Linked DNA regions of Mus musculus: region 1 is linked to region 2. A link is a contact called in public promoter capture Hi-C data. All regions are on one chromosome and are shown on one strand. The core of a region is the stretch at or near the end of the contact, and the rest is flanking DNA. Distances in the headings are between cores, read along the strand shown.

Region 1 (2,700 bases), core at 25-2,524, 1.3 Mb after region 2:
TCACCAGGCTTGCTTCAGGGAAATAAAGAGTTCAAGCAAGGCCTAGATCAGACACTGTGTGTGCTGTTCAAGGACCTGCAGTACCTTGAATAACAAGAAAATTATGAACTGCATAAATCTACCAGCAGCGGAATTGTTAAGGAATAGTACAACCATCAGATGGGGGTACCACGTGGTGACGAGGCAGTTAAATGATTGATGGCGGCATACCGGTGAACTGCGAGAGGCACATGGGTGCTTAGATACTCTGAAATGTATGGGAAAACATGTATCCATTAGACTAGTAAGTGTTTCATGCTGTCCAAGAAACTTTAAAGGAAAACTAATGTCAACTTTGAATTCAGTAAGCGTCTGTATTTTGTTGTTGTTTTGTTTTAAACACTAGCACTGCTTCTTACGGGGAAAGATTAGGAGTGGGCAGTATCCCCAACAGGTGCTTGGCTGGAAAGCACTGGAGGGCAAGAAGAAGCAGGGACAAAGAGGCTGGGGGTGGAGCTCAGCTCGAAAAGCGTCTGCCTAGCATCTGCGAAGCCATGGGTTCGAGTCTCAGCACCACATTAAAACAGGACTCAGGAGGTACAGGTGGGATCAGAAGTATATGGTTATCCTCGGCTACTCGAGAGAGTCAGGAAGCCACCCTGGGATACTTGAGAACTTGTCTGGAAAAAGTAAAAAACCACAGGGATGGGGCAATCCCTGCAGACCTGCAGGGAGGATGGCGATGGCAGCGACAGCTCTCGGGGACGGGCAGGTGGGCTTCCGCTCCAACTGGAAAAAAACGTGGGGCTGGCTCCGCGCTGCGTCCGGAAAACTGAGGCAGAAGGAGCAGAAGCGCTGGCGAGCAGGGTGCATACGCCCCACGGATCCCAATCCGGAACCGCTACCCGTTCCGCCAGGGGGTCGGGCGTCCGGGATCGTGGTGCTCGGGGGACGACTTCCTCCCCAGCGCTGACCTCCAGGCTTCAGCCCTGCGGCCGGTTGTCACCTCTCTTCCGTCGGGCCCTGCTAAACGGTTCGGTTCTCCCGGGGATCCGCAGCGACGGCGCTCGCTCGCTCGCTCGCTCGCTAGCTCACTCGGACCTCGGCCGGCGAGCGTAGCGCACTGCGCGTGCGCGGAGAGGGCGCGGCTGGCCGGGGCTGCGGCTGCGCAGAGGCGGTTCCAGCCCCCGCGCCTGCGCAGTGGCGGGGCGGGGCGGGAAGGAGGGAGGCGGCGGCACCGGCGGCGGCTGCTGAGGAGGAGGAGGAGGAGGCGGAGGTGGGGGAGCGGAGGGAGGTGTTTCTGTCAGTTCCGGCTGTTTGTTCGGGAAGTGGATCCGCCGCTGCCGGAGCAGCCGGGAGGGAGCTGCGGATCGCGAGGCCAGGACCGACCCCGCCCGCCCAGCTCGCCTGCCCGCCCGCGCGCGCGCGCCCGCCCGCCCGCCGCCCCCGCCCGCCATGGCCCGGGACTACGACCACCTCTTCAAGCTGCTCATCATCGGCGACAGCGGTGAGGGCCGCAGGGGCCGGAGGCGGTGTGGGCCCTGCCGGGCGCGGCCCGCGGGGGCCTCGGGGCGGGCGGGCGAGCGGGGCGGGCGGGCGAGCGAGCGAGGAGGCGCGGCCCGCGCGGGGCGGGAGGCGCGGAGCTCGGCGGGGTCGCAGGCCCCGGGGGGGCCGCAGCGAGGGGACTCCGGGGTGGCTCCTCGGCGGGGCGGGGGGCACCGAGGGCGCGGGATGCACGCACGGCCCCGGCGCTCGTTCCTGCCTCACGTGTGACCTTGGTCAAGTCGCGCGATCGCTGGAGTTGGAGAGAGCCGGGTTCGAGTCCCGGGGAGGCAAGCTTTTGCCGCTCTGTGACCTTGGGCGAGTTGTCTCGCCTCCCTTGAGCCTCAGTTCCTGCATCTGAGAAGTGGGGACTTGTTAAGCTGAGCGGTGGGATGATTCGGTGAGCTGAAAGTAGGGAAAAGCGCCTGACCCGGCATAAAGTAACCTCTAAGTAACTCACAGTGTTAGCAGCATGAGTCGCCCTGTGAAGACTCAGCGCTCCGTGAAATGGGGGTATTTCCAGGACCCGTCTCCGGGTTGCCGTGCGCTTGGATGAGGTGCGGCAGGTACAGCCATGAGCGCATTCCTTTAGAATTGTTACTAAGTCTCAGCAAGGTTCAGTTCTCATCTGTGGAATGGGAGTGGTAGATTTGCCTGCCAAGGCTGATGTGAGCACACACTTAATGAGGGGACTAGTGTTTGGCACACAGTAGGTGGACAGTGTTTGCTGTTCTCTTACCCGGGTGCTTCATTCAATATTTTAAGTGCTTTGTGTACACAAACACACACACACCACACACCTTTCAGTACCGCGCCATCTCTGATTCATAGATCAGCTTCTGGTACCCAGTGCTTAAATGCATTTGGTCAGTGAATGAGAGTCACACTGGTTTCTGGCCAAGGATGAAGCATTTTAGAGGTGTTTGGAGTATGGCAGGTGACCAGGTCCTGTGGGGTGATGGTGAGTTCAGGGAGGCAGGCCCAGGATGTTTAGGGGAGCTTAGCTGAGGTGCCAGGAATATGTGATGTTTTAGGAAGGAGGCTGGCGAGCAGCTAAGTTTATAGATCAGACTGGAGTGTGGGATAGAGAGGGTCATGTGACTTGAGACAGCCAAGTTGGTGGTAGAGCCTGTGTATTGTCAAGGAACTAGAGCTCCGTGTCCCCCCTGAGACTCAGGA
Region 2 (2,700 bases), core at 77-2,576:
AAAACTAAAGCCCCACACTTTTTTCTAGGATAGTCACCCCCCCCCCCCCAGTTCTCCTGCTTTTGAGAACTTCTCCAAACAGTCTCAATGAGGATGTTGTCAATCCTGCTTACTAGGGAAGCTAGGTATTAGAATCTGGTTTCAAACGCCCTCCATTTCACAGCCCAAATCCTTAGTGACACACAGAGACTGTAAAAATACATCGGTGAGCCCAGACTATCCTGTTGTTAACTAGTTCCCAGGTTAGCCCCAGGGGACCAGTTGGTGGTCTACCGGTGCTGCTGGCCGCCTTCTACCAATGTGTGTGTCTCTTGTTTTATACCAAATAGAGCTTGACCAAAGCCAGACACAGGCCGAGTCATCTGTCTTCAGTTTGGGACTGATCTTGTGAGTGAGTGGCAGACAAAGAAGACCTGGGTTAATAGTCCACCCGCCCCCCATCCCCACCCAAGGACAAAGAACCATTCAAGGGACAGACCCTAGAGAATCTCAAGTAAACCGAAACCATCCCATAACGCAGACAGCAACAGCTGACATCCTGGGACTCCCGAGGTGTGGTCACCTAGGGCCTCAAGGGAAGTGATTAGGTAGGTATCCAGGTGCCACTTGAGGCCAGACTCTGTGGTCAGGGTACCCCGACCTCAGACATGTCTCCTTAGAATTACTGTTACCAGTCATCTCGCTCCAGACTTGTGGGTTCAGAGACGCCCCCTCCCTCTCTTGCCTGGAACCCCACCTTACTCAAGGCACAGCCTCCCAGAGGCCAGACTTTGCTCGATTCCAAGGGTACACGCTCGCCCCTCTCCACACGCCCTCGAACCCTCGTTCGTTCCCCACCCCGAGCGTCGGTCTCGATGCCTCCGCCGCCGTCTCTTTGTCCCGACGATCTCCCACGTCCCATCGCCCATCAGCACTCCAGGCTCGCCGCCCAGCGCCACCACCGCCCGCAGGACCAGCCGCCCCTTCGCAGATCCCCACCACCACCACCCCGACCACGGCTCCTTTCATTTGAAGCCCTTCCCCCGCTCCGGACCTCGCCCGCACGCGCTACTCAGCGCCCCACCGCTCCCGCTCAGCCTCGTCGCCACCCTCGCCCGCCCCGAAGCTCCCCGACGGCGGCCACCGCCCTCACCATGAAAAGTCGGAGGACGCCGGAGTCTCCAAATCCGGACTGAGAGGCAGGAAACACCCAGCTCGCTCAATGCAGGGGGCGGAGGCGGGGCCGGGGCGGGCACTTCCGGCGTCCGTCCACACCCCACTTCCGCCCCGCAGAGGGACTCTTCTTAAAGCGTTCCCCCCCACCCCCCACCCCCGTAAGCCCTAGATGGGGGGAACTCTTTTTATCAACCGTTCCCGCCTCCCCTTGGCCGAGTCAGGCGTTTAGTCCCACTTCTGGATGTTTGTTTCTCCTTTCCGTCTGCTAAAGAAGATGACAAGAGGAAAGGAGTCCTCACCTCCTCCATGGGCAAAGAAGCAGTGCGGAACTGTTGTTTCCCGGAACTGAATAATTGCTTGCTTCCCAAGAGGTGTTCGGAGCACAACACCCGGGGCAAGATGGCGGCCGGGCTTCGGCCGCTGCCCCGGGGCTGGCGGACCTCGGGGGGATCGGGCTAAGGCGGCGGTCGCTGCGGCCCGGACCCCGAGTGCGGGGCCTCGAACGGATAAAGATCTCCGGACTGCGGGTAGCGAGTGGGGACAGGATGGGCGCTTCTCTGGGCGGCGGGGCCAGGGACGGAGGGAGGCTATCTGGGGGGCCGAGTCTTGGTTTGAGTGAAGTCGGAGGAGGGACTGGCTTGCGGGCTTCGGGGATCTCCTTGTCCCCCTTCCATTGATTTCCGTGCCGAGGCGACTGGCCTTGCCAGCCAACTGATTGTGGGCGAGACGGACTTGTTCTTGTGGTTGTTGATGTCGGTGCCTGTGAGAGGCGTCGGGCCTCCGGATCACCCCAAGTGGAATTCGAGCCCAGTGCTGTCGCTCGCTGTGTGACCTTGGGTGAATCTAGTCCCATCTCTGACCCTCAGTTTCCTCCTCTGTAAATAGAGTAATTAGATTGTTTTACGGAGATTATTTTAGAATACGTTTTAGTGTGGTTCCTGACGGCTCTTGATCAAAAGCTGGAAAAACTGGATCGTATTTTGACTTAAGCCTAGCTAGCCTCACAGGGTGCCTGGCATTCTCAACTTCTCTTTGTGGTGCCTTTCTGTGTGTGTGATTCCTGAACCTTGCCTTTTTGACTTGCCGATAAGTAATTCCTTTGGGAATTCAAAGTCAGGGACGGTGGGTGAGGACACTGGCGAGTTATGTGCCCTCTGCATTTCGTTTCCCCATCTGGATAGGCTGTAGCTGTCTAAGAGCAATAGTTTGGCTTATTAATGGTTTCTTTAAGAGCTGTTGTCTTATCTTAGGCTTTTAAAATTGGGGTGTTGTAGCCTCACAGGATAGGCTTCCAAAGGGAGGCCTAGTTAAATAGATCTACAATGTCTGTTACATGGTCTACACTTAGATGGTGGCCCTTAGGCCTGGGAAACTAGCGACTTCTACCATAAAAGAAAGTCGCTCAGCAACTTGTGTTTATTTTTACTTCACAGTCTGGACTCCTGTGCGACATGTTGTGCTTCTTGAAGTTAGTCTCAACCAAATAGGTTGGTTGTAAGCAAGTTGCCTGGGGACGTAGAAGTAATGCAGAGTCTTGTCTGTTAG

What was found. Promoter capture Hi-C pulls out the DNA fragments that hold promoters and counts their contacts.
Region 1: a promoter capture Hi-C map of pre-B cells shows a contact between it and region 2, with 8 times the contacts expected there. The contact joins the promoter of Rab35 here to the promoter of Ube3b in region 2. A contact is called at or near these places in 2 of 39 promoter capture datasets (liver and pre-B cells), 3 of 115 datasets of contacts at active chromatin or transcription factors (extraembryonic endoderm stem cells, microglia and thymic regulatory T cells) and 1 of 9 other capture datasets (liver).

What each region holds. Positions count from the first base shown.
Region 1 is chr5:115,630,713-115,633,412 of GRCm38.p6, forward strand. It overlaps Rab35 (RAB35, member RAS oncogene family), which reads left to right and starts at 1,275. Exons shown (of 6, transcript NM_198163.1): 1 at 1,275-1,486. The coding sequence starts at 1,435. 1110006O24Rik (RIKEN cDNA 1110006O24 gene) reads right to left here and starts at 1,104. Exons shown (of 1, transcript NR_027810.1): 1 at 337-1,104.
Region 2 is chr5:114,379,294-114,381,993 of GRCm38.p6, forward strand. Ube3b (ubiquitin protein ligase E3B) reads left to right here and starts at 1,327. Exons shown (of 28, transcript NM_054093.3): 1 at 1,327-1,682. Kctd10 (potassium channel tetramerisation domain containing 10) reads right to left here and starts at 1,212. Exons shown (of 7, transcript NM_026145.4): 1 at 1,133-1,212. The coding sequence starts at 1,135.